Regions from separate parts of the Mus musculus genome. Here all the other regions are linked to region 1. Evidence: chromatin contacts called from public Hi-C, HiChIP or PLAC-seq and promoter capture Hi-C data. All regions are on one chromosome and are shown on one strand. Each heading gives the region's core, a stretch centred on a gene start, on an enhancer-like site or on the middle of the called end of the contact. The rest is flanking DNA. Distances are from core to core; before and after follow the strand shown.

Region 1 (5,109 bases), core at 1,432-3,931:
GGTGGGGGCAGCTGTGCATACACCAGGCCAACAACAGGCTGGGGCATCATTGGCTGTAAGGTAGTCAGGTATTGCTTGAAGTTCTACGACAGCCAGGGGACCTCAACAGCACAAAGAGGTGGCTGTGGGCAAGGAGAGTGGGTAGACACTTTCCAGACAGACATGTAAGAAGGTGTTCGGATCAGGGCCTAGCTAGGGAAGGGTATACCAGTCAGGTAAGAGGTGGTCCAGGGAGCTTGGGAAGCCATCAGGGGGATGGATCTGGGTCTGAGTCCCAGTGCAGAGACCCACACAGCCCAGGACTGATCCAGGCTGTGCGGATGTTTCCAAGGCTCTGTCGGCTGTTCTGCCATCTGCTTTCACACCCAACAATGGATGAGCCCCAGGGGACTCAGAGGCAGCAAGGGCCTGGCAGCTGCACTGGAGAGAGAGCATCCTCCTTTCCTCCCACCCCCAGTGCTGTGTTCATTATGGTCCCCAGCCTGGAGGGCCCGAGCCTTTCCGTCCTGTCTACCTCAGCTTCCCAGAACACATCCCTCATTAGACTGCCCTCCCCCTGGCAGAGGTTCCCAGTGAGTCCTGGCACTGCGGCCTCCCAGGCTGCCAGGCTAATACACCAGCTGGCCAGGGTCACCACAGCACTCTAACACCCAGGAAGCCCAACACCACGGGTCCAATCAGGCTGGTGTCTCCTGAGGCCTGTAGATGGCCATTCCTCAGGTGCTTCTCATAGTTTGTGTTCTATGTACACATCCCTGGATCTGTGTTCAAATCCCCCCTATACTAAGTACACTGGTTGACCTGAATTGAGACTACCTTAATGGTTTAATTTTTTTTTTTTTTTGGTTTTTTTGAGACAGGGTTTCTCTGTATAGCCCTGGCTGTCCTGGAACTCACTTTGTAGACCAGGCTGGCCTCGAACTCAGAAATCCACCTGCCTCTGCCTCCCGAGTGCTGGGATTAAAGGCATGCGCCACCACACCCGGCCCTTAATGGTCTAATTTGTTTGTACACATGTGTTCATATGTGTGCAAGTGCGCATATGTGAATGAGTGTGTTTGAAGAAGTGGCAACCTCTGTCCAGGAACCAAGCTATTGCCCCCCCTCCCCGTGCCCCCAAAAGCCCTCATTGAGTCACCTCTTTAAAGGCTCTGTCTCCAAATAAGCCACTATCTATGGCATCAAGCTTGGGGCTTCAGAATTCAAATGGGGGAGGGGGGTACACTTCAGTCCGAGGTAGGCACTGCAGGATCCTGGTTCTCACTAGTGAGCTATAATTCACACAGGTGGCCCTCCTCAGGTTCTTTAGTATTTTGTGGACCGTGTGGCTGTGTCTTCCTGGATGGAACTCCTCTAGGACTAAGGTGGAGTCCAGTCCTCTTGGTATTAAACACTTACATATAAACACTGCATTAATTTCCAGGCGTGGTGGCTCATACCTTTAATCTCAGCTCTTGGGAGGCAGAGGGAGGTGGATCTTTAAGTTTGAGAGTCTATAGAGTGAGCTCCAGGACAATCAGGACTACCCAGAGAAACCCTGTCTCAAAATAATAATAATAATAATAGTAATAATAATAATTAATAATAATAATAGCCCCTGCTGCCCTTGCCCGACACAACCCCTCACCAGTAACAGAGGCAGCATCATCAGCAATGGCAAGAGGTTTCTGAAGAAGTTTCATGTCCACATTCCCCAAGCCTCATCCCGATAGCCGTGAAAGGAAAGAGCTGGGACAGCCATTGCTTCAACTAACAACTGAGCTAGGTCAGGTCCAGCTTGCTCCAGGGTGGGGCTAGGATTCTGCCTGGGCCTAACCAACACTCCAGGGCTGTCAGGGAGCCTACCATTGGGCTGGGCTTCCAGGAAGCAAGTGATTCATGGTTGTCCCTGCCCTGCAGATGGACACAGGGCACCGACAGGATCAGACCTGTACCTTAGCCCTCTGGTACCAGGCACAGGCAAGGTAGACTTGGCCAGCTCCACCCCAGTCTGCAACAGCAGGAGAGCTGAGGGGGAGGGCAGAAGGCTCTCCTGTCTTCTTGAAAGCTGACTCCGCTGTGAGGCTTAGCTCTGTCACACCACAGAGCCCTGCACTCTTGGACCAGTTAGCATCTCCGAGGAGACTCTTCCTTGGTCAGATGTGAACAGATGCTATCACGCAACCAATATCTGAGTAACACATTATGCACAGAGACCATTTTAGACACTGGAGACCCAGTAAGGGACAAGCCCACATGCCCATGGAATTTTCACAAAGATGGGTAGATATGCAATGAGTGCAGTGCTGAATTTTGCCCTGCTGTGTCTTGGGATGCTTTGGCTGGGGGAGACGGAGTCCAGGAAGACCTCCCTGAGGTGGATATGTTCAGCTTGTCCCATGTTAAGCTGCATCAAGAGCAGCAACTCCGGTTCCCTAGGCCTGTTTGGGAGGGTACAGTCAGGTGACTGATAAGAAGACGCCTTCTCCCGTCTCTCTGGTGGCTGTAGACCCACAACCATCCACACATGAAGCTTCCACTCCCCTGGAAGGTAACCCCTGTCCTCTCCATCCTAGCCTTCCTTTGCCTACTGGGACTAACCTGCAGGACTCTTGCTAGCCGCCAGGAGACCAAGACCTAAAAAGAGACGGATGCCCAAGGTCAAATCGCTCCTGGGCGCACACCAGCAGTTCCACGGCCTCCTATCGCCTGCCCAGGACCGCCCGGGCAACATTTCTGCGCTGCTGGGACTCCGCCCGTCCCTTTGCAGCCCTCCCTACCCCGTCGCTCGTGCAGACCCAGCAGGACCCAGGGGCAGCCAGAGCGACAGACTAGTGTCTTTCAGGGCACCCGGCCGCTCCGACCGCCCTCCCCACAGCCAGGTCCCTCAGTCCCCTCCTCTGACCCCTCCCTCCCGTTCCTTCCTAGGCCTTTTCTGCTCCTCATCCTAGGCTCCCTAGACTCCTCTGTTTCTGATTCTTCTCTGGCCCCAAGTCTAGCTTCTCCTGTCCTCACCCTGGTCGCCTCCTCCCGGGTCCCCGCCACCCTCTCTGCGTACCGGGTGACGCAGCGCCGCCTCCCGCTCCCGCCTCCCCGCGTCACCGCCGGGCAGACTGCAGGGGCCGCTAACGGTCCCGCGCCCCCCCCGGTGTCCGCGCGCCCCGCGCCCGGCGGACGAGGCCGCGCCGGCGGCGATGGGGGCAATGGGGGCGGCGGAGCCGCTGCACTCCGTGCTGTGGGTGAAACGGCGACGCTGTGCCGTCAGCCTGGAGCCCGCGCGGGCTCTGCTACGCTGGTGGCGGAGCCCGGAGCCCGGGCCCTCCGCGCCGGGTGCCGGTAAGTGTGGCCATCCCGGGCTGGTGGGGCCGGCGCTGCATCCACCCCGGCCTGCGTAGCCCGAGCGCTCCGGGCAGGCTGGGATGGGGCGGAACTCGGAGGGAGGAGACCTGGGGCACGGGGAGAGGCGCCCGGGATACCGAGGCGCGGGGAATCCGAGACGCAGAGCCCGGGTGCCGGGCGGTCTAAGTACTCCGCGGCCTCTGGCGGGGAACCGTCTGGGTGCTGAGAGCCCAGATACTCCTGGAACTGGGATGACAAAGCCTCTGGAGGTGCTGGAGGGGGAGGGGAAGAGCGGACGTCCACAGCCCCCCACCCCCCATCCCGGAGCATCCGCGGGACCCTGGGGGAGGTCTGTTGCTGGTGCTGCCGTCGGGATGGCGCTGGCACACCTGGACAGGACTGGTTTCTGGTCATATTCTTCGTCCAATACAGTGAACCCAAGTACATACACATGTTTCTCTATGGGAGAAGCCCAGAGGGGCCCTGGCAGGGACTTCCTGCGATTAGGCAGTTGAGCAAGGGCCTTTGACTTTCCGATGGAGTGTACACCCTGCTCAGCCGCCCTCAGGGTTGAAAGAGGAGTAGCTTAGGCCAGCATGGGGAAAAAACGCAACCCACCCGCAGTGACTGGGAATGGTGCAAGGACACTAGAGCCACTCTCCCCGGTGCTTTGCTGCAGGTTGTCTGGTGGCCGACGGATTGGCGGAGATTTTAAAGATGTCATTCAGTCCTCCTTAAAAGGAGGATTACAGAAGATTGTATGTGGACATCTGGGCTGGGGGGCCTTGTAGACGACCTTGTAGACGAATTCAGTTTCATAAATTCCTTGCTCCATTTTGTTGTGTTTGTTTGTTTGTTTTGAGACTGTTTTCCTATGTGGCTCAGCCTCAGACTAGTATTACAGATGTGTGCCACCAAGCCCAACTTGTTATTCTCTCTCTCTCTCTCTCTCTCTCTCTCTCTCTCTCTCTCTCTCTCTCTCCTGGGAATGATAGAATCCAGGGCTTGTGGCTTGCTAAGCACAGTCTTTACCACCAAACAGCAAACATCCCCTGCAAGTTTCCCTTGAGAGCCTGCTAGGGGATGGACCTGGGGATTCTAGCCTAGTGGCTGATGGAGTGGGGCCTTTTCCACTTAAGGAGGCACAGAGGGATGCGTGGGGATAAGTGCATCTAATGGGCTTGGATCCCAATTTGAACCTCCGAGGGTAGGGCATCAAGCTTGAGTCCCAAAGGGGTGGTCACTCACCAGTGCAGACCTCACTTTATAAGGGTGGTGCTTGCCCAGGGAAACCTGGAAGGGCTGAGTGTTGATGGCGAACTGATAAGGAACCTCGAGAATCCAGTGTCAGGGTCACGGTTGGTGGGGAAGAGCTGGGGGATAGGGTCCAGGACTCCCTCAGTCTGGCAGGCTGAAGTGGGCATTGGTCTTTATAGTGGGTATCAAAGGAAGCCCCTGGATGGTTGTTTCCAGCTGAATATTTATTTATTTATTTATTTATTTATTTATTTATTTATTTATTTATTACAAAGACCTGGTGATCTCTTCAGGGAGGATAGAGAGGAGAGACAGAGCAGAGTTGAAGGAAGGCAGTTGACCCAGTCTAGGTGGGGACGATGGAGGTAGGCAAGGTTGGGTGACTGTCACCCTGAGCAGGCACCTGTGGGAATGGCGGGAGTCAGGACTCCCTGGAGGACACCCTGAATTTCTGTTGCCCTTCATTCGCTCATTCATTCCCTCGCTCATTCTACCCAGAATGGCTGTGTGGGTAGTTGGGGCCGTACGTACTCT
Region 2 (5,109 bases), core at 1,827-4,326, 450 kb after region 1:
ATTATTATTTGCTTTATTTTTTTAAGAGAGGGTTTCATTGTGTAACACTGGCCAGCCCAAAACTCTGTGTGTAGACCAAGCTGGACTTGAACTCATAGAGAACCTCCTGCCTCTGTCTCCTGAGTATAAGGATTAAAAGAACGTATCACTGTGCCTGGCTATTGATTTGTTTTTGAGACCAGGTTCCATGTAGCCTGGCACAGCCTCAAACTTATCATATGCTTTTGTCTTTCCTGCCTCTGTCTCCCCAGTCCTGGGATTATGAGCATGGGCCCCAGCGCACCTGGTTTATGAGGCGCTGAGGATCAAACCAATAGCCTTGTGCATGCCAGGCAAGCACTCCTCCAACTGAACTAGAGCCCTAGCCTTCAACTAACTTACTTTCTTTCTTTCTTTCTTTCTTTCTTTCTTTCTTTCTTTCTTTCTTTCTTTCTTTCTTCCTTTCTTCCTTTCTTCCTTTCTTCCTTTCTTCCTTTCTTCCTTTCTTCCTTTCTTCCTTTCTTCCTTTCTTCCTTTCTTCCTTTCTTCCTTTCTTCCTTTCTTCCTTTCTTCCTTTCTTCCTTTCTTTCTTTCTTTCTTTCTTTCTTTCTTTCTTTCTTTCTTTCTTTCTTTCTTTCTTCCTTCCTTCCTTCCTTCCTTCCTTCTTTTCTTCCTTTCTTCCTTTCTTTTTTCTCCTTCCTTCCTTCCTTCCTTCCTTCCTTCCTTCCTTCCTTCCTTCCTTCCTTCCTTCCTTCCTTCCTTTCTTGCTTTCTTTCTTCTCCCCCCCCCCCAGACAGGGTTTCTCTGTGTAGCCCTAGCTATTGGGGAACTAACTCACTCTGTAGACCAGGCTGGCCTCCAATTCAGAGATACACCTGCTTCTGCCTCCTGAGTGCTGGGATTAAAGGCGTGTGCCTCCACCATCTGGCTTCAAGTTTCTTATAATTCTAGCATGGAACTCAGTCTCATGAGCAAGTCCATGGCTGTCTTGTTTATGGGTGGCTCAGTAGCCCCCACCCCAGGAAGCTATGCAATAAGCATGAGTTATATACTAACGTATGTCTATATATGCATTGGCTAAATACTATATCTAAACCTAGTGAGTTATTAGACAGGCAGTTGAAGCAAAAATACATTGTTTTTTACATTCACATGGAAATATTTTTCTCAACTTAATAGTTAATAAAACAAAATAGAAACATGCTTTCTCTTCTCTCATTCTCTTCCCACCCTTTACACACATACACATAGCATACACACCTAGACACATACACACATACAAACACACATTGATACATGCACACACATATACACACATAAACTCTGTTTATAGGCTTGACAAACATAAGTTAAAAAGAACTACTTCAGCTTTCAGTACTTGGGAGCCTGAGGTGGGAATATAAAGAATTCAAGGCTAGCTAGCCTCTGCTACATAGCAAGTTCCAGGCTAGCATGGGTTACATCGCAGGCTCCTACCCTCCTGACAAACTATGAGTCTGGAGTGTTTCCATGCATGTTTAAGAGGTTGGAAAGGAGACACTTTGCTTTCCACTCTCAGTTCATGTCCCACTGGCTCTGGATTTTCATATGGTCACCAAGTCATACCCTTCTAGCTGCTTCTTGGGGGCCATCCCTGCCTGGCTAATGATGAAACTAACCGACTACTTCATTGAATTGATATGAAGACAGCCAAGAGACGGTCTTATGAGCCAGTTTATAAGCCAGTCAAGTAACACCATTTCTAACGCAATACCACCTTTTTAAACTACGCCGACGCAGCCTGCCATAAAGAAATGCGGTTCCCATGAAGCAAACGCACTTTCCCAGAACTGAAACATGGACTACCCATTTACCTGGCTTCCTGAGCCCTGAAAAGACATTTACTATTCCACCACAAAATAACCACTATCCAAGCCCTGTTGCTAGTCTGAAGTGCAACCAAAGACAGCGTTTACAATATTCCAGTCTGGAAGCCGTCCATTAATCCTCTTTACCTGTGATGACAACGTCTTGTTCCCGAACTTGACCAGCCACAAACGTCAGTTCACAGGGAAGGCAGGGCCTTGAACTTCAACTTGGCTGTAGAACGTTAAAGAAGGAACCGGTTACAATATGTTCTCTGGATCTCCCCCAACTCTCCACCACCTTGGGAAAGTCACTGTGACCCTGTTGCCTGCAACCACTACAGTGTCCCAGGGTCGCCCAAGAAAGTTCCGTGCTCCTCCCCCAAGGAGCCTTTCTGCTTTCCTTAGAGGAAGGGAGTAGGTTGGGGTTGGGGGCCCGTGAGCACCCCAGTGGCAGAGTGCCCCCAAAGACATTATATACCACCGTAGATTTTCTTTAGTATCTGAACATTCTCTCCTTTAAATTAAAAAAAAAAAAGTTTGGGAAAAGGAGAGGTGCAGTTATTTCAGGCTAGTTGGAGTGGATATTGGGGCAGAGTCACCCTCCGGACTAGCACACGGGCACTCCCGGCTCCCTTTACCCATATCAGGCCAGCCGCGCAGCCACTGCACAGAGGAGACTAAAGCTGGCCCCACACAGGACCCGCTGTGGCACTGGCCTCTGGAGGGCAGAGACATAGGGTAACTTTGGCATCGTCTCTACCCTACTGTTGGGGCCAACATCGCCCCACTACGATCAGGAGCAATGAGGAAACTAGTGTTCAAAGAGGGTCCGCTGCTGTTGACTCAAACCCACCGGCAGCGTTTCTCAGGTCCCCAGCAAAGCCTAGGCTGTGACCCCAGAATCAGTCTGTCAGGGAGCCTCCAGTTACCTCTCCTCTAAGTTCCCCGAGGGTCTCAGGAAACGCCTCCCGGTGAGATACGCCCAAATGCACCACGCCGTGAGAAGGGAGCGCCCCGATGTCCCCGCCCGTGTGCCCTCCCCTCCAGGGGACAACCAGAGGACCCAGCGTCGCTCCAGTTCCAGGACTCCACGAACCCTCCAGCCCCCAAAACAGCTGCGAACACCAATGTTCGGAGCCGGCGCACGGCGCTCCAGGGGACTCGAAGTGGCGGACAGTTCCGCGGGCCCTGAAAACTCGCACGCGTGTGCCCTTCCTAGCGTGTGCCCTCTCCAGTGGCTGTGGGTCTCCAGACCCGCGCCCCTAGTCCGCGCGCATGCGCCACCGAGCCCCTCCCCTCCCTGTCCACCCACCTCACTGTCCCGGGACAGGGGACGCCTGGCTCCCCGCCCTCGCGCGTGCCCTCCAGCCCCTGGGCACCTGAGGCTGCACTCCGCCTGCGGGTCCGCAGGGCCAAGCGCGCCCAGGAGGAGGCGCCAGGAGGGGCGTAAGCGGCTGCCTCCGCCCCCGTCACCCCTGTCGTGGGACCGTAGCGTCCGGGGCCCCGGCCCGGCACCGCCTACGCGCGCCCGTGCCAGCCGCGCCCCCACGACACGCGCCGCCCCTCGGACGTCCCCTGCGGGGTCCCGCGGCGAGGTGACCGCCCCGGAAACTCCGCCCCCTAGGCCCGGGCCCCGGCTCAGGGCGAGACACACCCCCTGGACGGCAGTGTCTGATTGGCTGCTGCGGGGGAGGGCGGGGCCTAAGAGGCCCGGGGCAGCTCTCCTCGATGCCCATTTAGTGCCTCGGGGCCCGGGCATCCGTTGGTAAACTGAGGCGGGTTAGGTGAAGGGACTGCCCAAGGTCACCCGACGGGGGAGAACAGTCGGTGGGAAGGGTGCGCCTTGGCGCGCACTCCCTCCTGCTCCCAGCCCCGCGCACCGGCCAGGACTGAAGTTCAAGGCTGCGGGTCTGGGTTGAGCTTTCCTCCGGGTGCCCTCGTTGAGCTGGTCTAGATCGCACAGCTTGTTCCCCGAGTCCCGGGAGTTCGTGGGGAGGTGGACGGACAGGCGGAATCTGATCTTTAGAGTCCCAGGATGAGAAATGGGGAGAAAGGAAGAGCGAGCTGGGGCACGCGGCAACAGGTGGCCAAGGTGCCAGGGTGGGTGTGGCGGGCGGGGAAGGCAGAGGCTGAAGGGCATCGAGGACGGTCGCAGGGAGGCGCGGCCGCTCTGACCCACCCTCCGCCTCTGCCCCGCCCCGGGCTGTGGCCCCTCTGCATACGCTTCAGGGGTTGAGGGGCTGACTGTGTCCAGCTCAGGCACTGGGGCTCTGCCAACTGACAGCGCAGGCGGGAGGCTGCAACTGGGAGCAGGCTGCGACCCAGAGCAGCCGCTTTGCTTGTGTCGTCCTTGGATCTTCAGTCACGGAATGCACATGCCCCCCGAGGTGCCAACGCCCCAGGACGCCGCTCCTTTGGGAACGAAATGTGTGCTATGCCAGCCCTCCTGTCTGTCCTCACGCTGGGCCTGCCACTATGCTATTTGTGGCGATGAGCGCCCAGGAGAGCCTACTAGGGAAAGGAAACTTTCAGCGCACATCTCCTTACCCTGGGAACTGGAGACCAGACCCTACAGGCACATTCAGGGACGTCTTTTAAACCCACCTTTGCTGATCAGCCTCATACCTGTGGTGAACTCTGCCCCACCTGCCAGACACCCACAGAACATTCCCTACTTGCCTACTGGCAAGCTCGCCTTTTCTTGCACGCAGTGGCCAGGAAATAGCTACTATTTGTATTATGCTTCGAAGCTTGCAAAACTGAGACCCTGGAGATGGTTGAATGGGTAAAGGTGCTTGCTACCAAGCCTGATGACCTGGATTCCAACCTGGGGACTCACACGGTGGAAGGAAAGAACCAACTCACATGCACACAAGCACACACACACACACACACACACACACCAGCTACTCTGCCACATACAATTTTAAAAAATGGAAAAATTAAAAGACCTTGCACAGTGACCTGTCTGTATGATTTCCTGAATGGCCCAGGGGATATTCAAAGACAACATTAGTCCATTTTCCTACCCTGGCCTGTATATAACAGTGAGCAAGAATGGCTGGAGGCTGCTTACGTAGATGCATCTCCAAAGGACATCCTCCCTAGTGTACCAGGTGGTTGGGGTGGCCACTGAAGAGAGGGTGCTTGGTTGTAGGTCCTGAGTTCCAAAGATCAGAGTCCACATGCAGGAATGCTGCCTTCTTTTGCAGAGTGTTCTGCTGTTAACCCAGTTCTACCAGACATTTGGAATAATCTGGAAAGAATGGTTCGGAATGAGAGG
Region 3 (5,109 bases), core at 1,152-3,651, 360 kb after region 1:
TCATGCAGAGAAGAAAAGGGAAACCCTTAATAGTCAATACCAATACTTATCAAAATTGGCACATAGATGGTGATGGTTTAAAAACTTCAACTAGAAGCCAACAGTGACAGCAAAAAACAAACCTCTATTAAACATGGCAAGCAAGAATGCGAGAGATGCTCACATAGGAAGGAAGCGCAAGTGGCTCTGTTGGCTGCTTAGCTAAAACAGACTCGAGACAAAGCTTGTTACCAGATAGACACATTTCATAGTGACATGAAGGGCAATCTATCAAGAAGACATCAGCCCAAAGACACATATACTCGTCAACTGACAGAGTCCCAAGAATGCGCAGTGAGAAATGTCAGAAGGGAAGTTTGAACCAGAACTTTGCACTGCCTAGGTAGGAGATTAAGTTTCACCTGGAGATTATAACGCTAGTCAAAACCTCAGGAAGGACATGGAAGATGGAAGTACCACTACCAACCGTCTGCGTTTGATCAGGCTCTCTAAGGTGTGATATTATAATTTAAGTTAGAATGTAGTGCAAGCCAACTACTCAGCAGGCACATCAACTGGTTCAAGACCAGCCTGAGAAACTTAGCAAGACTCTGTCTCAAAATTAAAAGAGGTTATTTTTAAAGACTGGGAAATAGATTTCAGTGGTAGAGGGTCTGAAGGAGGTCTTAGGATGAACCCTAACAACAACACACATCTTCCTTTTAAGTTCACACAGAATGTATAACAAGAAGGACTCCAGGGTGGCCATTAAGGCAAGTCATAAATAAAAATGACTAAAAATCATTCTGGACCTATTCTCTAATCATAGCATTGTTAATTAGAGATCAATAAGCACAAGATTTCTTTTTATTTATTTATTTATTTATTTATTCTATGTATGAGTACACTGGTGTGTCAGACACACCAGAAGAGGGCATCAGATCCCATTACAGATGGTTGTGAGCCACCATGTGGTTGCTGGGAATTGAACTCAGGACCTCTGGAAGAACAGAGGTCATCTCTCCAGCGCCACAAGAGTTCTACATGAACTCCAAATGCTTGCAACTAACAACACCCTTTGGAATATACGGGTACAAACAAAATACTAGGAGAATTAGAAATATTTTAAAGGAAAGATGGCCAAAAATACAATAAGCGTGTAGGATGTACTTAAATACTGTATAGTAGGGACTTTATAGTTTTAAACACAGTAGGAGAAGGAAGAAGTAAGAAGAAGAGGAAGAGGAGGAAGAAGAGGAGGAAGAAGAGGAGGAAGAAGAGGAGGAAGAGGAGGAGGAGGAGGAGGAGGAGGAGGAGGACTAGGACGAAAGGCTCCATCTTTGAGCCAAAATGTCAAGTTAGGAAACTAGAGCCTCGGCTGCAGCTCAGGGGTATGGCCATCATTCCTGGAGACCCAAGGTTTGATCTTCAGTAACTTCTCCCTTTTAAACTACACAGTTCTTTTTAGCTAGGTTCGTTCTTTTTAGCTAGGTTAGGTAGTACACACTTGTGATCTACCACCTAAGAGGCTGAAGCTGAAGAATCTCCAGTTGACACAGTCTAAAACAAACAAATAAACAAACAAACAAACAAACAAATAAGCAAACAATACATTTAAAAGTGAAGGAAAGGGAAAAAACAAACCAAACCAATAACAACCAACCCAAACCTAACCAACAACCCCACCTCCACGCCCCCTTTCCCCAAACAACCAAGTGTCAGATATCCCTGCACTGGTCTGAGGGGGCTGGCAAGGCCCTCCAGACTTCATTATTTTGGAACCGGTTTTCCCGTGGGAGAGGAATTTCTGCTAAGAAGTTTTCTTGGTGTGTCCAGTTTTAAAAAGAAGAAAAGAAGGGGGTGGGGCGGCAGAGCACGGGATTAAACTCATTTAGCAAGGCCTGATCCTGGAGTAGATCCATCAGTATGGGAAGAAAGAGGTGGTTGGAAACAGTCTTGAGCCCCTCTGCCGCCTAGTGTATAGTGACCTACCTTGCACCTACCTTCCTGGAGATGCTGCTGTCCTTAGCATGTCCTTCTTGGTCCTGAGAATCTCCACTTCTCTGGAAACCCATTGTTCTGTGACTTCCCACGTTCTCCTTGTGTGTGGTTCTCCTTGGTCCTGAGATCCTTGATGACCCTGAGAGCCCACTGTTCCTGGGAACTCACTGCCCTTTGGGACCCACCGCCCCTGGGAACATACTGTCCCTTAAACTCACTAGCCCTGGGAACCCCACTGTCCCTGAGAGTGTACTGTCCCCGAGAGAACCCACACCTCGGGTGAACCGCCTTATTCCGGAGTGGCGGAGCACGCTGCCCCTGCCCCGCGGCGAGCTGCGCGCCCATCCCCTCCCGGTACGCTCGCTCGCGGCCCAGCCCAGCGTCACGGCCGTTGCGCCCGGCAGCTCCTGGCGGGGAGTCATGTGGCCGGGCCCCGCGCTGCTGCTCCTGGGCCTGGGCCTGGGTCTAGGCAGCCAGCCGCCACCCACCGGCCCTCGCGGGCTGCCGGGCGTGCTCAGGGGCGCCCCGGGGTTGGGGCAGGGCGCGGAGAGCAGCGTCCGGGGCGGTGACACCGGGGGCCTGTCCCCGCGTGCAGCCCCGCGCCACGCCAGCCCTACGCCGCCCCGTAGGTGTCCCTCGGGCGCAGCTGCACGCGTCCTCCTGAAAGTCAACTCTTCGGACCCCGCAGCCGCCAAGGCTAACGTGTCCTGCCAGACGGCCCCCTGTATCATGCAGCCAGTGAAGATCAACAGGAAGGACCAGAACGCTCCCCTTATCCTGAGCAGAGACGAGGAAGCCACCCTCAATATCACTGTGCGTTGGTACTGTCCTGATGCCTTGGTCATTCGCAAGAGCTGGGTGTACTTTTCGGTGGCCTCTGTGAACGACACCCCTGATTGGAACCGACCTGTGCTCTTGCCGCAGGTGGCAGTGTCTAAGGGTTTCTCCCTCCACATCCCCAAATATGCCCTGCCTTACGGGGTGTATGTGTTTAACTTTACGCTGTCCATCTTCAGGTGGGACCTCGCCTGGCCCACGGTGACAGGCTCGGATATCATCTACATTTGGGTTAGAAAACGCCCCCTGAAGGCTGTTCTTCTTGGAGCCCCCAGAGTAACCGTGAAGTTCTCCGATGAACTGATTCTGAATGGAAGCATGTCCTACGACCCAGAGGCAGACATCCCCACATGGGGACTCCAGTTTTTTTGGTATTGTACCACAAATCCAAGATACTATAGTGGCAACTATGTATTAGTGATCAACCAGGCTGTCTGCCACCCAGAGCAGGATTCACTGAACTGGCCTTGGGCAGTGGGCTCTGTACTAACCATTCCACCAAAAACTCTTAGGGGCAATGGTGTGTATTACTTCAGAATGGTGGTACAGAAGCAAAACAGAACTGCATTTTCTGATAAAACTGTACACGTGCTCCAGGGGCTTCAGCCCAAGGCACACATTTCCTGCATTGAAAATTGTGGCCCCACGTTAGGTGTGTCAGATAGATTTTCTCTGTTTCTGAACTGCCCAAGTTGTGGCCGCCAGGATTTGTATAGCTGGTCCATTTTGTCTCTAACGGGCCATGAAGTGATGTTTGACTGGGCAGGGCAAGCAATCACCAGGAGGAATGGACCTTATTTGTCCATAAAAGCTTTTGCCTTTAGGAATTTTTTGGAAAATAGGGTTTGGGTTTCCCTGATTCTGAAATCTTGGAGTGGTATGACCACGACCTTGAGACATCCCGTTGTCATTAACCATGGCCCTCGAGTTGGCAAATGCAAGATAAATCCAGCTAGTGGGATTTCCATGGTTACTAAATTTGCTGTTGAATGTAGTGATTTTAAGGATGAGAACCTTCCCCTTAAGTATAAAATAATAGTATCTGAGTTGGACAGCATTGGCGCGATCAGTTCCGTAGAAGAGAATACACTGGGTTCCGTGGTGTATTCAGGGGCAGAGCCGATAACACCAGCCTTCTTTCTCCCTGTCGGTACGGTGACAGATGAGTACAATGTGAGGCTTTATGTTCAGGTCTATGACTCCTTAGGGACATTTTCTCAAGTGACTTTGCAAGCGACTGTGACGGCACCTACTGTCAGGGACTCTTCAAAGGATGTTTTACAACAGCTGCTCAACGTCACCATGAAACCGACGTCACTGTTGTCTACCTTGCTTCAAAAGCAGGACTGGCTACAGGCTGGCTACTTAACCTATGTGGTGATTTCTGTCTTGAATAACATAAAAGGGGAGCAGGAACTTCAAGATGACAGAGCCCGTCTCCTGGAGCACCTCGTCAAACAGTCTCTCACGTTTGCTATGAACACAGCGGATGAGATCGGTCAGTCGGTGATGGTGATTACCAAATTAACCCAGAAAGCCTCTGACTTGAGTCAAGCGGATTTAGAGGCCACCTCGTTCCGGCTTAGGCAAGCAAGCCAAGACCTACAAGAATACCAGCACAGACACAAGCACCTTCAGCAGGTTGAAGTTGTGGGCACTGGCATCCTAACCAGTCTGTCTAACCTTCTTAAGCTGATTAATCCCTACTATACGTTACAAGATCCTTTGTTTGTAGTCGAATCACTATCAGACACAATACTGGCTAACAAGGTTCCGGGGAGCAAGACCACTGCTCTGAGGACCAGTAACTTTAACATGTATGTGGAGAAAGTTGAAAACTGGAATGTTTTTAAGGCCTTCAGAAATGATTCACTCTGTCCAAACTGCCTCCGTGCGACACTGAACGCAAGCACGGTCCCCAGGCTACCCGCAAAGGCTCCGATTTCTATGATGTTTTGTGAGTTCGCAGACGACCCCTTTCCTTGGTTGACTTACCCGGAAAACATTTCTGTAGATGTGGTTGGGTTCAGGATGACTGGAGTCGCAGATAACAATAAGGTCATAGAGATCACACCCGACATAGCAGAAGTGTACCTGGTCAGAAAAGATCTGACCCCTTCGAGTTTTAACCTTACGGTGGGACCCGGCATTAAAAGCGATGGGTTCTCAAAGGTGACAACGGGTGGAATTAGCTTTGAGGTAGACAGCAGGTGGACTGGGGAGCTACTCATTCACATTGTCACAAATGTGACAGTGTTGTTTGAGGCCTTGGTATATGAAGGCTGTCAGCTC
Region 4 (5,109 bases), core at 1,348-3,847, 330 kb after region 1:
TGGCAGCCTGGGCCACCTCTCTTCGGCTGTGACTTTCTATCTGTAAGGCCAGTAAGTGGGCTTCTTTGTACACCTCCACAAACTTCTCCCCAGTGAGAGGGCTCAAGGTGCAAGGGCTACCAGAGCCCGGGGCAAGAGGCTGCCCAGGAACCCGGCGGTTTAAGTCCAAACTGGCAGCAATGCATCTTTCTTTATGTCCAACAGGCCCAAAAAAGACTTCATCATCTTCATTTGTGCTGCGTTTAAAGAAAAAGATTATCAGGGCTGAAATCACACCAGCATCTAGGCGAGGGGCTTTGATGAACCTGTCTATACCAGGGGTTAGGGAAGAAAACGCATGTTTACCTTGAAGAAGACAAGGAAAGATCGAAGTCAAATTTTTCATCTTCCAAAAGAAGAAAGTCTGGGGTGGGGATGGGGAGAAAAAGTTCAGTTATTTTAGGGTAACATAAAACAGGAAAGCACTGGTTTCACAGTTGCTATGAATCTCTCAGTAAAGTAATAGATTGTTGCCTGAATTCAATCAATTGTCATGGGCACCTCAAGTCCTTCTTATTTCCCATTTCCACTCTCAAGTTCCAGGAGCCACTCTGAGTGCACTGATCCACCATCAAAACACAGAACCTTACCTCTATGATAGAATCTAGGGTTTCCAAGAAGGCTAAGTCACCTTCAGGCACAGGCTATTTTCTAAAGATCAACTACTTTAGCTAGCCTGGAATTCAATTATGAGACATCTATCAGCGATGAGTTCAAAGATGGTTCAAACTCACAGTAGAGACCAACGAGTATCTGTGGAGCACCACTGCTCCTCGGGTCCCTTTCCAAAAAAACAAAACAAAAAAGAAAACAAAACAAAAAACAAAAACAAAAAAAACCCCAAAACCTAAACCAAAACCACCAACAAAAATTTTGCTCTGCCTATCCACATTCCTAGCATAGCCTTGGTTGAACCAACTGTGGATTTATTCAGCTCTCTCTCACAGACCAGCCACTTCCCAGTAGTACTTAAAGGTCTGCTTCACCGGAGGGAACCTACATAATTCAGGACAAAATCCTAAGGTGGAGGAAGGTCATAGGCTTCATTAAGGATGCACGTTACAGCCTGGTTAAGTTGCATTCTAAACCTTTATGTTTATGCTCATAAATTACTGGACTGGGCTGCCAGCCTAGGTCATTAGAGGTGCTTCTTATAATGGGCATCACTGTGTTAAGCAGTCTCCTAAGGTGTCAAAGAGGATACATAACCTGATAGGGTGCAAAGGCCCAGTGCTCAGCCCTAAAAGGGAGAAAATAATTGTAAACCCACATCAACCCTCTAAGACTCAGGGGAGCAAAGTTACTTCCCACCACATCTGATGACCTGAGTTCAAGCCCTGGGACCCTCAGGTGCTTGCACACCTTGGTTACCACCCCCAAACACACACATACACATACACACACACACACACACACACACACACACAAACCAAGTCATCGTAAAGATTCCTCCTCCCCTCTTTTAGACAGGGTTTCACTGTGTAGGTTTACAAAGAGAACTAACTGTTCTGGAACTCACTCTGTCGACCAGGCTAGGCTAGCCTTGAAATAAAACTCAAGAGATCTGCCTGCCTCTGCAGTTGGGGCATTAAAGGCGTGTGCAGCCACCACGTAGCAAGTCTTGCTTTTCAAAGAATTTGCCAGCACTCAGAAGGCTTCCGAAGGTGGCTCTCGATGAATTCAAGGCCAGCCTGGACTACAGAGTGAGTTCCGGGTTACAAAGTGAGGGCTCAAAAAAACAAGCAAGAAAGGAAAAGCAAACAAAGTAAGTCAGTGGAGGAGAAAAGAATGAACCACAGGGGAATGGGTGGAGTGAGGGACTCTGCGCTCAGTGCAAGAGAAAGCTGTTGCCATTTTGATAGCACAGCAACTGTGATTAACCACAGGAGACCCTCACAAGATTAAGACCCCCACTTAAAGCCCTTCTGGAAGTGGGGGGAGGCCCCTCTTAAGATTACATAAGTGGTTTTAAAAAGTGGGTGGGGATGTTGTAGGGGCTTCTTTGGTGGTGGAGCTATGAATTGCTAATGTCCTTGTAAGTAACTTCAGTTAAATTTATTTGCTTATCAATCCAGACTTCGTTTCTTTGATCTGTTGTAGCCCTCTCTATTTTGTTTGGGGTGAAAAGGAATACACTCCAGAACAGCCTTACGAACAGAAAGGACTTACCTTCTTTTTTACTACCAGCATCCATCTTCACCTCTCTCTCCACTGGTTGGCCGAAGGCACGTCGCGGCCGTCTCCTCCTTCCACAGAGTTCGCTGCAGGAAGCAAGGGGACGGGAGAATTAGGCAAGTCAGAGGCAAGCCCCAACTTGCTCCCGGTTTCCCAGACTGTGCGCCCCGAGGCGGGGTAACGGATTTCCGGCTCTGAGCTGCAGAGCTGGCACCGCAGCCCGTCCTCCCCGGATCTCTGCGGCTCGGGACCCGGTTCCCCACTCTCCGGGACCAGCGCTACGACCACTCCTTACCCCTCGCCTCTGACCGGGAAGGCATAAAATCCAGCTGGGTCTCCGGCACCGGTTTAAACGCGGCGCCCGGCTCCGCCGGCCGCCGATTGGCCTGTTTAAACAGGAGACGCTCTCGGTGCAGCCTGGGAAATGTAGTCAGAGTGCTGATGTACAAGACCAATGCCCAAGACTCCAAGCCACGGATTGGCTCCGCTGGGCGCAGGAAACTCCCACCGGAAGTTCCCATGACTCTCCTCCTCCGGAGACACAGAAAGGATTTAAGCGTTCCGCCTGTGGCTGTGCTAGCAAAAGGGACCGAGGCGGTGATGGTGGGGCATAGGAGATGGTCAGGCAGCTAGGAAGGAATTTGTCCCGACTCTCTCCGGTGCTTGTCCTGGTATCTCCAGTATTTCTCATGCGTCCGGGTACTCTCTGCAGCCTAAGGCCTCTCTCCTGTACTCTGGTGTGCAGGCCCTCCCTTTTCCCTCAAATGCAGAAGAGTGACAGAGCCGGTCTTAGCACTTCTTTGCTGCCAATATGTTAGATGCCTTTGGATAGCAATGAGCAGGAAACTGGCTTCAAGGTCTGTTGGTTCAAGGAAGTCCAGGGTTGGCCTGGATAGCCATCAAGAAGGCCATCAAGTCTGGATGTCGTCTCTACACATCGGCCAGGTCTGGCTCACTAGTAGGCAAGCTGGCTTCGTCGGACCCAAGGTTCCCACCGGCTGGGGATGGTGACCGGTTCTGTGTATCTGGAATTTTAAGGGCCAGGCTTTTCTGATTCACACCGGGGGCGGGAGGGGGGGGCGCAAGACCACGGTGGCAGTCACATCTGTGGTCCAAGCCTTTAGCTCCTGTGCATGAAATCCCTGCATCCCTGGGGCTATCCACTGGGCAGTAAAGTTCACCAACACTTCTCTTTGTATCATATCAGGTCATAGTAGATGTTCAGGAAAGCATACCCATAGTAACTCACTGCTATTTACATTTTCTCTTGGCTTTAAAAATATTTTTATTTTATTTTTTTTGCCGACGTGTGCGTATGTACAGGTATGCAAGTGCCTACAGAGGCCAGAAGAGAGTGTCAGGTCCCTTGAGGCTAGATTTACAGGCTCTACGTGGGCGCTAGGTACTGATCTCTGGTCATCTGGAAGAACGGCAAGTGCTCAGCCATGGAGCCATCTCTCCAGACGCATACACATTTCCCTTTAAGATCAGTCGCCTGTCCCTGGCAGATGCATGCCTTCTTTCATGAAAGCCTACACATACCAGCTTTTACAGACAAGGCATTCAATGGAAGCCATTGAATACCAGAGATCACAGCACAAAGTGGTTCAATAGCAAGGGCAAGTGCCAAGGGCTATGGGGCAAAGAGAAGGCACTGTCACCAGCCCACAGGCAGGGTGGAAGGCTTTCTGAAAGAGACAGAGAGCAAGACTCCGCTTCTGGCTGAATCATGTATTATTTGGAATCATATACATAATGAGGACTAATGAGGAGGTTCCCCCTTGGCACCTGTCCCCAGGCTCCCTGATATGGAGACAGTACCTCTTCAAATCCTATGGCGATTACACAATTTCTTGACTTGCTGCCTCATCCAGCTAAGATTAGAGAAGCCCATCTCCCTAGGACGCAACCCAAACCTGGCACTTGGGAGCTGCTCAGAGGTTCCCATAGGAGAGGGTAGTCAACGGGACCAATTGTTTTAATGAATGCCCAAAACCTGTCCAGTCCTCAGCAGACTGCAGGGACTCTGAGCAGGCTAAGCAAAGATCTGGTTTGGAGACCTCCAACCCACTCCCCACTCCCACCTGCCCATCAGTCCCTACTTAAGTAGGAACTGCATCAACTTCCAGGAGGGATGTCCCTGTCACAGAAGCAGGAGATGGGCTTAAACCTCGTGATGGCTATGTCACTTATCTGGTTATTTGCCACAGCAGAGCAGCCCTAAGCTGGTGTAGTGGTTTGAATAGGTTTGGTCCCCATGGACTCAACACTTGGCTCATAGGGAGCGACAAGTTGGTTTTTGTTTTTTTTTTTTGTTTGTTTGTTTGTTTGTTTTTTGGTTTTTTTTTTTTTTTTTGGTTTTTTCGAGACAGGATTTCTCTGTATAGCCCTGACTGTCCTGGAACTCACTTTGTAGACCAGGCTGGCCTTGAACTCAGAAATCCGCCTGCCTCTGCCTCCTAGGGAGTGACAAGTATTAGGAGGTGTGTACTTGTTGGAGGAAGAGTGTCACTGTGGGGGCAGACTTTGAGGGCCTAGCTCCACCCAGTGCAGAAGGGACCCTCCTGCTGGCTGCAAGAAGATGGTCTCCTTTTGGATGCCTGTAGCTCAAGATGCAGAACTCTCAGCTCCTCCTGCACCATGCCTGCCTGGATGCCGCCACGCTTCCCACCATGATGATAATGGACGGAACCTCTGAAACTGTCAGCCAGCCCCAAATAAAGGTTTTCCTTTGTAAGAGTTGCCTTGGTCATGGCGTCTCTTCACAGCAATAGAACCCCGACTAAGACAGCTGAGGGTCTCACACCCACTCTCAGGAGCAGAATCGGAGCTAGCCAAGGAAGCCACATCCCTCAAGATTTACTCCCAAGTGAAGTCTAAAGAGAAGCTCCAGTT
Region 5 (5,109 bases), core at 1,159-3,658, 310 kb after region 1:
CAATTCTCAACACCAAACATTTAAATTAAGGCGTTGGCTATTCCGTAGGGCTCTATCATCCACATGTTTTATGATCTCTCTTCTCCACTGTGACAAATACCCAACCAAATATCACATAGGTCAGCACTGGCCCTCCAGTGTCTCAGAAAACTCACTGTGGTTCACCTTGCATCAAAACCCTGTTTCTCCCTCCGAATAAGCTGAATGTAAGGAAAGACAGGGAACTGTATTAAAAGCTTCAAGTGTTTGATTATTGCCCCCTCCTCCAAAAAATTCCAGGGATTTTGCTGACAAACCTTTAACAAATAAAATACCACACTCAGGGGGCTGGAGAGATGGCTCAGCAGTTAAGAGCACTGACTGCTCTTCCAGAGGTCCTGAATTCAATTCCTAGCAACCACATGGTGGCTCACAACCATCTGTAATGGGATTCGATGCCCTCTTCTGGTGTGTTTGAAGACAGCTACAGTGTACTCATATAAAATAAACAAGTAATTCTTAAAAAAAAAAACCACACTCATTAAAGTCCCACACAGCCTGGTATGAGATGAGGCCCTCTTTTGTGTCTGGAGGCACCTGACTGTGCTCTACTGTAGAGATTAACCATGCTGGGCTCAGCTCTTGAGGTGGTCTTACACGTAACTTACTAATGCAGAGATGGCATAATACAATCCTGTGTCCCAAGAGCTAATACAATGCCCAGGGCATAAGGAGAGCCAAAACCCCACAAGCTTGTAACATGAACAAACTCTACGCAGAGTTTTAGAACCCCACCATTCCCATGCTACATCTGCCTGGTCAATTGTCTCACAGAGGGACAAGACCCACATGCATGGAGCCAGGCACTCAAGGACTGGTCAACTTTCTACGGATTGCAGTATGGGACATCACCTCTAAGAGCCCTCGATGCCGAAATGAGAGGATGGTTTTCTTTCCTCTGATACCGTCCATCAATTTCTTTCATGAAAAAAATCCAAGGAAGGGTAAAAGTTAGATGTAGCAGCCTGAGGGGAGAGAGCCTTTGTTTTGGCTAGGTTCCCACTGTTATGATAAACACCACGATCAACAGCATCTTGGAGAGGAAAGGATTTATTTGGCCCTAAAGGTCACAGTCTACCATCAGGGGAAGCTGGGGCAGGAACTCAGGTCAGGAACCTGAAGGCAGAATTGAATCATAGGTTATAAAAGAATACTGCTTATGGGCTTGTTTCTTTGGCCTGCTCAGCCTGTTTTCTTATAAAACCTAGGACCACCTGCCCAGAGATAGCATTACTCCTAATGGAACGAGGCTTCCTACACCAATTATTAAGAGAAGGCCCCACTGACTAGCCTACAGGCCAGGGTGATGACAGTTTCTCAGCTGAGGTTCCCTCCTACCAGAGGACCCTAACATGTCACATAGTTTTAATGTGACATAAAAACTAGGCAGCAGTTGATCTCCCTTTAGTAGTAAAAGATAAATCTGTAAGAATGATGCCAACCTTTGCCACTTCCCAAAGCATCTAGTTACACAGTTCTCATTGGAAACCTTCAAAGACTCACACTGCCTACTCAACATTACCCCAAATTCCTTAATACCGTCAGCTTCACTAACCCCACTATATCCTATTCTGGCCGGCACTCTCTCCTCTGCCTCCTGCCTGTGTTACTGCAGCCAGTTCTTTGTAGAGAAATGCTTCCCTCTTCCTTTCTCACCATAGTACACACCTGTATCCTGTGGCTCTTTTACTCTGTCATAACAGCTGTGATTATAAAAGAATCGCTCCTGCTTTCCGATATATCTCACATTGTATAGCTAACCCTTTCAATACATACTGTGCCATTTAATCATTCCAGTCATCCCATATTACGGGTCATCCCATTTTTACTGGGGGGTGCTTAGTTAACTTGCCCAAGCCCAGGCTCCTGGCCCCGCGCCTCTGCACCCCGCGTGCCCCGGGGAAGATGATCCACGGCTGAGGGGGACTCCATTAAAAGCCGCCAAGGTGAATGCGGAGAGGTTGACACAAGGTGGGGCCACACAGCAGGAGGAATGTACACCGGTCGTTGGAATCAGATCCGAACCCTAAGGACCCATGAGGCTACATCTACAAGTCAGGAAGAACTGGTAGCTGTTCGGAGTGAAGTTTGTCATCCAACGAAGGAGAACACTGGAGTGATTTTGTCATTAGAGTTGGCGGTGTCCTCGCCTGGAGGCCCGCGGAGTCTGCAAAAGGCCAGGCCTCAGACCTGGAGGAGCCCAAGCTCCTGTCCCCAGTGAGGAACCCTGGCCTCACCTCTCCGCCGCAACAGCAGCGCCGCCACCGCGCTGTCCACACCGCCAGACAGGGCGCACACGACGTGCCGCAGCGCCGACATCAGGCTACACCGCGAGCTTTCTGGCTGCGTCCAAGCTACGCCGGAAGTCCCAGCCTCCGGGGGACGGGGGGGACGGGGGGGGGGGGCGTCCTCACTCTTCACCCGGCGGGAAACGTGCTCCGCTCACCCAGTGTTCTGCAGGCTTTTGGGTTCCGCGCGGCGGATCGGCCGAGGAGCACTAGGTGGCAGCATGTCCCAGATAGGCCAGCGATGAGTTGGTCGGGTCCGGCTTCTTAGCCACCACTCGCTGCCCTTGCGACGTTTTCTTCTGTGCTCAGCTGGCGCTCCTGGGTCAGCTGCACCAGGAACAGCCTCCGCTCGGGCTTGAGGTCTCAAAGGCGTTCCTGGGCACACACAAGGTCGAGATGCTGTGTCGGCCGCTGGCTCCTCCTGTTTACCCGCTGGAGGGACAGGGCTGTCAACACGTTCTCATTGGATTCTAGATGCTTGCGGGCCTGGCGGGTGCAGAGCCAGTGGAGGACAAAGCATAGTGGACCGTTGCTCAGTAAGGCTTTGCTAGCAGCTCAGTCAACGGGTTGGAGTAGGGGATGGGAGCGTAGTTAACCAGACCCAGACAGTAGCTGGGAAGGATGGGCCACGGAAGACTGGGAGAGTTTGGAGTCGCACCTGTTCATCCTGGTGCCTGTGATTTAAGAGTGTTTGTTTCGTGGGCCATTCTTGGAGGACGAACGAGCACTCTGCGGGGATCAGCTCTAACGAGTGGATGCTTTGGGGACCTCAGGCTGGAGCTGTGGCTCTTCCTGAATTGATTGTGGGGGGCCTCGCACATGACAGATGTTGAGTGGCTGCTGGAAGAAAATAGATACGAGTCCTGGGACAGAAAGAGAGAGAGAGAGAGAGAGAGAAGAGAGAGAGAGAGAGAGAGAGAGAGAGAGAGAGAGAGAGAGAGAGAGAGAGACAAAAGGGCAGGGGGTCATGTCTGTGGAGTGTTCTAGCCTTGAGGACCAGGACCTCCCTTCTTGGGTATGGGCATTTAGTATAGCAAATCTCACTTTTCCTACCAGAACCTATGATAGGGCCAACCACAAAGTAGCAGAAACCAGACAAACCTATGTTAGAATTTTTGTCTACTTGACACAAGCTAGGGGTGGGGGGACATCAATTGAGAAAATGCTTCCATTAGATTGGCCCTTAGACAAGTCTGTGAGATTTGTTGATTGATGTGAGAGCCACACCAGTGCAGGTGATCTTGGGTTGTAAAAGAAGGCAAACTAATCAAGCCATGCGGAGCAAGCCAGTAAGCAGTGTTCCTCCATGGCCTCTGCTTCAGTTCCTGTCAAAATTCCGTCTCTAACTTTCCTTCAGGTTGGTCTGTGATTCGGATGTGCAAACCACATAAATAAACCCTTTCCTCCCTGCGCTGCTGTTGGCCAGTATTTTCTTACACTAGAGAGAAAACTGGGGCGTTTCTTTTTCCTGCACAAGGTGTTTTTTGCTTCCCTATAACTCCCAAAGTCTGCAGTGTGATACACCATGGACAGGAAAGTGCTGTGCGGCACCAACCCAAATGGTATGTGGGCTTCAGGAACACTGCCCCCCCACAATGGTAAGAAATTACAGGGAAGCAAGCCTCTGCCATCTCCGAGGGTGGGGCTTTGGTCATCAGCCTACATCAGTATACTTCATGCCAGCCCCTCAGCTCAAGTCTCCAGTGTGTCCCAAAGCTGACCCTTCTGAACAGCCAGCCGAGGAGCTATGAAGAAGAACGTAGGGGAAAGCCACCTTTGAGCATCTTCAGAGGGGAAAGCAGAGGGACTGCAGCATATGCTGCCAAAAACCAGATGCCCCGGTAGACAGAGCAGAGTACGGCCGCATGAGGACAAGGCGTGCGCTGAGCCAGGGCTAAGTACAGACATCACCAAGGTAGCCTAGTTAGTTATTCATAGGTTAATGTCCTCTCCCCACCAAACACACCAAGGAAGGATGCAGCCACTCCTTACCCAACAGTACCCTAAGGGAAATGTAGCCCTGCCCCTACTGCAAACCCAGCTTTCTTAAATGAGTTCAATTCTACATTTCCTTTTTCCCCTGTGTGATAGGTGTGAGTGGGTCAGGGAAGGTGAGGGCCATTTACAGCGCTAATGTTCAGGACTCCAGAGTTTACTGCCCACTGGGGAAGAATCTGCTGCCATCCCTCCAGGGTCCTTGGCATCTTGGCAGACCTTTTATAAGGTCTGTGCCCTACCTCACTTTGCCACTGCTGTGTCTAGGACCCCACTCCAGCTGGCAGCTTTGGGTTCACCTCATTAACCAGAGAATGAGAAACCCGTGCAGATCTCAGTCTCAGCTGACAATGGGTGGCCTCAGATTGAAGCACGGACATGAATGGGGTCCACACAGTGCTTTCTGCAGTCATCCATAGGTCAGTGGCTTCCAGGCAGCTAGTCTTTAACAGATGAGGCTTCAAGCATGGTACTAACTTCCCAGTGACTTTCCCCATGTCCCACATCACCTGGCTGTTGTGCTCCCAGAAGTGCCCTAGGGATGAGAGCTGCAGGCTTAGCCCAACTCTCAGACTGAAGCAGACCCTCCCTCATATCCCAATTCCCTTTACTCTCTGCACTCTAGCTGCCCAGAGCAGCCTGTGAAAGCTGTGGTCCTACCGTATCAGAATAAGCAATGCAGGTTATGCAGGCCCGGATGACAGGCTGGTGTACCTGGGGTGGGCTGGAGACTGATATTTATACCAATTTTATCCCCCTACATTATATAAAACTAAGGTTGGATAAT
Region 6 (5,109 bases), core at 1,466-3,965, 280 kb after region 1:
GATGTGAACGGAAGGATGATCTTGGCAAATGGAGTTACCGGCCGGGCCACTCGGGTGGAGGAGGTAGAGTTGGAGGGTACTTGGCCCCTTGGTGCCACCTTCCTGTAGACCCCAAGGAGGCCTCTGGCATGTAGACTTTTTAAAAAATATTTATTTTATGTAAGTGTGAACATTGTCACTCCCATCATACACAGCAGAAGAGGGCATTGAATCCCATTACAGATGGTTGTGAGCCACTATGTGGTTGCTGGAAATTGAACTCAGGACCTCTGGAAGAGTAGTCGGTGCCTTTAACCGCTGAGCCTTCTCTTCCTGCCCCGTGTAGACTTTTAACCACCAGAAGTGAAGGCTGTGACCCTCCCATTCTAAGTGTGTTACCTGCCCTGGACTTGCACAGGACACTCTGTGTGTGTGCTTTTTCACTCTTGTGGCTTAAGTGACTGACAGCCTAGAGAGACACAAGGTCAGAAGACCTTCACTTGTGCATGTAGTGACCCAGACACCATTGCTATGCGCAGCAGCCACTGGTCTAAGGCAGTGTCCTATGCTACACAGCACTGTCAATCAGGTCAGCTGATCCTTCCGCCTCACCAGGTTTCCCAGTGGTGGTTTCTGCCATTTATGTACTTGTCTCGGCCCCATGGATACCAACCCAGAAGACGGGTCAGACGAGGGAGCGCCTGTACACGACACTTCCTCCTGCAGATGTTGCTGTGATCCTGGGTTGCTTGATAGCAACGGGAGCCAGCCACTGTGTGACTGGTTGCTGGGCTGGCTGTACTGTTTAGAGAGGTGTGAAGGGGCAATGATGGGCGTGATCCTTTTTATCCCACGTGTTTGCCATCCCTGCATCTTGAGCCTTAGATGTCAAAACGCAACTGTACGTTCAACCTACCGAAGACCATGCATGATTCAGGAATGCCTCCCACCCCTCTATCTGTTGGCTGGTGGCAAGCTGGATCAGGGAAGTGGGCTGTGTGAGACTACCTGTGGCCACCCAGTGGGGAGTGTCCAGGAAGGACACGGGAGCAGGTAGTGAAATAATCCATTGGTAGCCTGGGGACTGGGCATGTCACTCCACAAAGCACCAACGTCTATGTATAGGTTGTATTGTGCCCAGAAGCACTATGACAACCAGTCAGAGCTCTGTGCTCCAACACAGGCTTGGTAGTTGAGGACCAGAACAGGGACTAGGGCAGGGAGCAGGGAAGGGCTGGGGTGATTTTTAAGAGCTGGGGTGAGGTGGAGGAGGGTAGAATCAACTGCTGGTAATGGGACGAGTAGGTGGCAGCTGGACACAGCTACCCGGGCATGGAGATTTGAGGTCCAAGTCAGGCTCTGGGACAGAAGCGGGAAGAAGACGAGAGCTGGAGTTTCCCAGCCAGCTCAGAGACCTTCCTGGGTGATCAGACCCCTCAGGAAAAAAGAGCAGACCCTGCTACCTCCTAGGCATGGCTTCCTGGGCCATCCTAGACCCAGTCCTCTTGATGAACCTGGTGGCTTTCCTGTAGGGTCACAGTAGCACAGGGTTGGATCCGATGAACCAGGACCAAACCTCCTTGCCACCCTCCAAGGCCAGATATTATTCCTCCCAGAGCGGGCATGGATATGGGATTCATCTCCCAGGCGTGGACATGGGAGGCCCGTTCGAAGGCTCAGCAAGCTGAGACTCATTTTGGGGTCCTGTAGGTGTGCCTTCTCAAGGTCTGGATAGAGAAAAGTAGTCAACAGCTTCGAGCCACTCCCTGCTGCTAAGCACGGCATGCAGCTCACTGAGAGGCCAAGGCTCACTTCTGACTCGGCCCCTGCTGGCATGAGAGCTTTCCAGGCACCAGGGGGGCACAGAGCAGGCAAATGCACCCCAGGAGGACAGTGTGTGGTGGCAGGGGCTTGGCACGGTGCCCAGGTTTTCTGAGTTTTATCTAAACTCCCATTCGTATCTCCAGGTGAGGCCGTTTATCTCCCAGAAGCCTGACAGGCTGAAATGATTTAGTGTGTGTTTGTTCTGTTCTGGAAAAGCGAGTATGTTTAGTGTAGAAGCGTGTCCACACAACCCCGCCAGATCCTATGGTTGATTTCCTGCCCTTTTTCAAATGGCGGTTTTTTGTTTTGTTTGAGGTTTATTTGTTCATCATTTAAAGCAACAGCCAGCCAGCCTTCCCACCCTCCTCCTCCTCCTCCTCCAGCTGAGCCAGCCCCACTTTCCACTGCGGAAATGGCGTATGGGGATGGGGGGGGGGATCCAGCTCAGGCTTGCCCCCTCACAGCTGGCATTCTGAGATGCCAGCAGAGAGCATGCCCCAGCTGTAGCCCTGTTTCTGTCTTCAGCTTTGCAGTGTAGGTGACAAGTGTGCGTGCTCACATAGGTCCCTTGCACTGTCCGGGTGTTATCTCTGGAGAGCATGTGACCCTTGGAGGCTGACCTGGCATCAGGTGGTTCTGTCAGGGTACCCTCCAGCCTGTGCTCTGTTGCCTTTCCTCAGAGTGCGGTGACCTGGTATTTGAACATAGTCACATCTAGGATGAGGTTGAGTTTATGGCTCTCCTCCTATGTCTGTGAATCTGTGGGAGTGAGGTGGGGGGGGGGGCGGTGCTTTCCTCTGGGAAGATACAGGGTTATGGTCAAGGGCAGAACATTGGACTACAGCTGCCAGTGTGGGCCCCATGCATGGGTGTGCCAGTCAAGGGTGGACTTTGGTGAGGATGTGGCCAGCTGTGGGGTTAGATTGTGCTTGTGGCCAGGGTGACTTTTGCCTAGTTGTGGGTGGGGTCAGTTGCAGCTGTGGTTAATGGTGTGGGTAAGCTGTGGGTGTGGCCTGGGTTTTTCCAGGTGGCCAGTGTGAACAGGGCCAGGTTTTCCCCTTCCTCTCTGTCCCCTCTCATTTTCTACCCTGCCTGGCTTAACTTCCTGCTGGGAAACCTACCGTTATCTTCCAGCGGGCTAGCCTGGAAGCTCTGTCTAGGCCTTGACTCCCAAAAGGCCCATGAGCAGCTGCCCTTGGGCTACATCTTCAAGTCTCATTGTGGAACATCTCAGGCTGGGTTTATATGAATGCCTCCCTAGGCTAAACTCTGGGAGCTCAGTGTCCCTTGTCCCTTGTCCTTTTTCCCATGACCTTGTTCCTGACACTGCTGGGTCTTCTGTACACCAGCAGGCAGAGCTGGCTTCCTTGCTGACTCATTCCTCAAGGAGATGCGTGCTGTCCTTCAGCCCACGTGCCGCATTCTCATTTGTAGCACATGGCCTTTGGCCTGACACATAGCACTGTCTGGCTAAGGGCAGATGGGTAGAAGAGTCTCCTCCTTCTGTGGTCTTGGACCCGCAGAAAACATCAAGACATTGTTCCTACTGGACAGAGAGGCCCCTGGAAGAAGTGCTCCCTAGAACCCCGGCTGCACCTACTGGCTAGCATTTCTGGGAACATAGGCTGAGGTCTCAGCCCGGGAGCTTTTGGCCTGAGCAAATGCCACTCCATAGTGTTTTTAAAATAAAAACTTGAAGTAGGGCCTGGTGAGATGGCTCAACAGTTAAGAGTATTGGCTGTGTTCTTCCAGAGGTCCTGAGTTCAATTCCCAGCAACCACATGGTGGCTCATGACCCTCTATAAGAGGATCTGATGCCCTCTTCCTGGCCTGCAGGTATACATGCAGCAGAACACACATACATTAAAAACAAACAAACAAAAACAAACTGGGGCTGGAGATGGCTCAGCGGGTAAGAGCACTGACTGTTCTTGCGAAAGTCTTGCGATCAAATCCCAGCAACCAAATGGTGGCTCACAACCATCCGTAATGAGATCTGATGCCCCCTTCTGGCGTGTCTGAAGACAGCTACACTGTACTTAGATATAATAATAAATATTAAAAATCAAATATTTAAAAATTAGAACAAGCTCACAAAAATATTCTCAAAAAAAAAAAAACAAAACAAAAACAAAAACAACAACAACAAAAAAAAACTAGTGCTTTGCCCATCCCCTGTTCCTGAATTACCCGCACTCTTGGTAGTGACCCCAGGTCATGCTCAGCCATTTCTGCTGAATTAGACAGAAGAGAGGAGCTTTGCTGCCCTTTGGGGACACTAGAGACCCTGCCATTGCAGAACAGCCTGATTTGGTCGCTCTTCAGTCCTATTACGATTTGGCCTCTGCCTGAGGAGGGATCACCCCCCCACCCCAGGCTTGGATCCCCTGTGGCAGTTTTACCGAGTGCTTGCCAGCCTGCCCCTTCCAGAGTCCCAGGGCCTCGGGCTGCCTGCTAAGCCTGCTCCTCTCCACCCAGTTTCTCTGCACAGTGGTCGCCATCCTCCTGCACTACGTCTCCATGGGCACCTTCGCCTGGACCCTTGTGGAGAACTTGCATGTCTACCGCATGCTGACAGAAGTGCGCAACATCGACACTGGGCCCATGCGGTTCTACCACGTGGTGGGCTGGGGCATCCCTGCCATTGTCACAGGTAAGGACACACAGCGCAGCTTTGCCAGGGTGGCCTGTGTTAAAATGCAGATTTCTCCTGAGCCGTCTGTCTTCTTTCTTCTGAGCCGTCTGTCTTTTTCCTAACCCTTGACATTTAGCTGTGTGTAGAAGTGGGGCTATTCCCGGCCAGTGGGGACATAGGTCTCTCTGGTCAGGCGTGAGCTGCAGGATCAGAGGGCTTAGGGTTCTTTGTGTAGTTGGAAGAGGTTCTCCTCCCGTCACAGAAGGAGGGAAATGAGTAGATCAATAGGCAGGTGAACTAGTGAGAGCACAGGTGGATGGAAGGACATGATGTATGTGTGCTAAATCAATATACCAACTGGATGCCATCCTAGTGAGGACTGCTGTGTGCATACTTTCCCAGCATGCTTTGCCCTCCTCCTCCTCCTTCCTTTTCTGCCTCCTCCTCCTTCCTTTTCTTCTTCCTCTTCTTCTTCCTTTTCTTCTTCCTCTTCTTCTTCCTCCTCTCCCTCCTCCTCCTCCTCCTCCTCCTCCTCCTCCTCCTCCTCCTCCTCCTCCTCCTCCTCCTCCTCCTCCTCTTCTTCTTCTTCTTCTTCTTCTTCTTCTTCTTCTTCTTCTTCTTCTTCTTCTTCTTCTTCTTCTTCTTCTTCTTTTTTGGGGAGGGGGTTGAAG

The links. Promoter capture Hi-C pulls out the DNA fragments that hold promoters and counts their contacts. A called contact is a pair of places that touch in the nucleus more often than the background predicts. HiChIP or PLAC-seq counts read pairs in DNA pulled down with a chosen protein or histone mark.
Region 2: a promoter capture Hi-C map of stem cell-derived epiblast-like cells shows a contact between it and region 1, with 2.9 times the contacts expected there. The contact joins the promoter of Ppara here to the promoter of Cerk in region 1. A contact is called at or near these places in 4 of 39 promoter capture datasets (embryonic stem cells, neural stem cells and stem cell-derived epiblast-like cells).
Region 3: a promoter capture Hi-C map of pre-B cells shows a contact between it and region 1. The contact joins the promoter of Pkdrej here to the promoter of Cerk in region 1. A contact is called at or near these places in 3 of 39 promoter capture datasets (hematopoietic stem and progenitor cells, pre-B cells and stem cell-derived epiblast-like cells) and 1 of 9 other capture datasets (adipose tissue).
Region 4: a Hi-C map of muscle stem cells shows a contact between it and region 1, with 5 times the contacts expected there. The contact joins the promoter of Gtse1 here to the promoter of Cerk in region 1. A contact is called at or near these places in 2 of 39 promoter capture datasets (pre-B cells and stem cell-derived epiblast-like cells), 1 of 484 Hi-C or Micro-C datasets (muscle stem cells), 4 of 115 datasets of contacts at active chromatin or transcription factors (effector CD8 T cells, embryonic stem cells, large pre-B cells and 1 more) and 1 of 9 other capture datasets (adipose tissue).
Region 5: a promoter capture Hi-C map of pre-B cells shows a contact between it and region 1. The contact joins the promoter of Trmu here to the promoter of Cerk in region 1. A contact is called at or near these places in 15 of 39 promoter capture datasets (the 3T3-L1 cell line, 3T3-L1-derived adipocytes, the C10 cell line and 10 more), 1 of 484 Hi-C or Micro-C datasets (CD4 T cells), 6 of 115 datasets of contacts at active chromatin or transcription factors (the SCID.adh cell line, T-cell acute lymphoblastic leukemia, astrocytes and 3 more) and 2 of 9 other capture datasets (adipose tissue and liver).
Region 6: an HNF4G HiChIP or PLAC-seq map of pancreatic cancer cells shows a contact between it and region 1. The contact joins the enhancer-like site here to the promoter of Cerk in region 1. A contact is called at or near these places in 10 of 39 promoter capture datasets (the C10 cell line, the HPC-7 cell line, embryonic stem cells and 3 more), 1 of 484 Hi-C or Micro-C datasets (embryonic stem cells), 6 of 115 datasets of contacts at active chromatin or transcription factors (the 230-238 cell line, T-cell acute lymphoblastic leukemia, cardiomyocytes and 2 more) and 2 of 9 other capture datasets (adipose tissue and liver).

The regions. Positions count from the first base shown.
Region 1 is chr15:86,183,713-86,188,821 of GRCm38.p6, reverse strand. It overlaps Cerk (ceramide kinase), which reads left to right and starts at 2,681. Exons shown (of 13, transcript NM_145475.4): 1 at 2,681-3,315. The coding sequence starts at 3,174. It overlaps Gm15569 (predicted gene 15569), which reads right to left and starts at 3,094. Exons shown (of 3, transcript NR_155352.1): 1 at 3,038-3,094; 2 at 2,581-2,616; 3 at 1,626-2,170.
Region 2 is chr15:85,733,743-85,738,851 of GRCm38.p6, reverse strand. It overlaps Ppara (peroxisome proliferator activated receptor alpha), which reads right to left and starts at 3,076. Exons shown (of 8, transcript NM_011144.6): 1 at 2,756-3,076; 2 at 1,974-2,058.
Region 3 is chr15:85,819,025-85,824,133 of GRCm38.p6, reverse strand. It overlaps Pkdrej (polycystin (PKD) family receptor for egg jelly), which reads left to right and starts at 2,401. Exons shown (of 1, transcript NM_011105.2): 1 at 2,401-5,109. The coding sequence starts at 2,401.
Region 4 is chr15:85,857,195-85,862,303 of GRCm38.p6, reverse strand. Gtse1 (G two S phase expressed protein 1) reads right to left here and starts at 2,597. Exons shown (of 12, transcript NM_001168672.1): 1 at 2,510-2,597; 2 at 2,209-2,300; 3 at 346-403; 4 at 1-236. The coding sequence starts at 2,233. Ttc38 (tetratricopeptide repeat domain 38) reads right to left here. Exons shown (of 14, transcript NM_001033337.4): 14 at 3,482-5,109.
Region 5 is chr15:85,876,626-85,881,734 of GRCm38.p6, reverse strand. Trmu (tRNA 5-methylaminomethyl-2-thiouridylate methyltransferase) reads right to left here and starts at 2,408. Exons shown (of 11, transcript NM_028063.2): 1 at 2,277-2,408. The coding sequence starts at 2,358.
Region 6 is chr15:85,906,942-85,912,050 of GRCm38.p6, reverse strand. Celsr1 (cadherin, EGF LAG seven-pass G-type receptor 1) reads left to right here. Exons shown (of 35, transcript NM_009886.2): 25 at 4,282-4,456. Among named protein-coding and RNA genes, the nearest start is that of Trmu, 30 kb to the right of the region's middle. Within about 2 kb of position 2,715, at least 53 of the 459 cell types and tissues checked have an H3K27ac peak or open chromatin away from gene starts, as enhancers often do. A contact at or near this core is called in the HPC-7 cell line, T-cell acute lymphoblastic leukemia, hematopoietic stem and progenitor cells and 1 more, where this site is marked.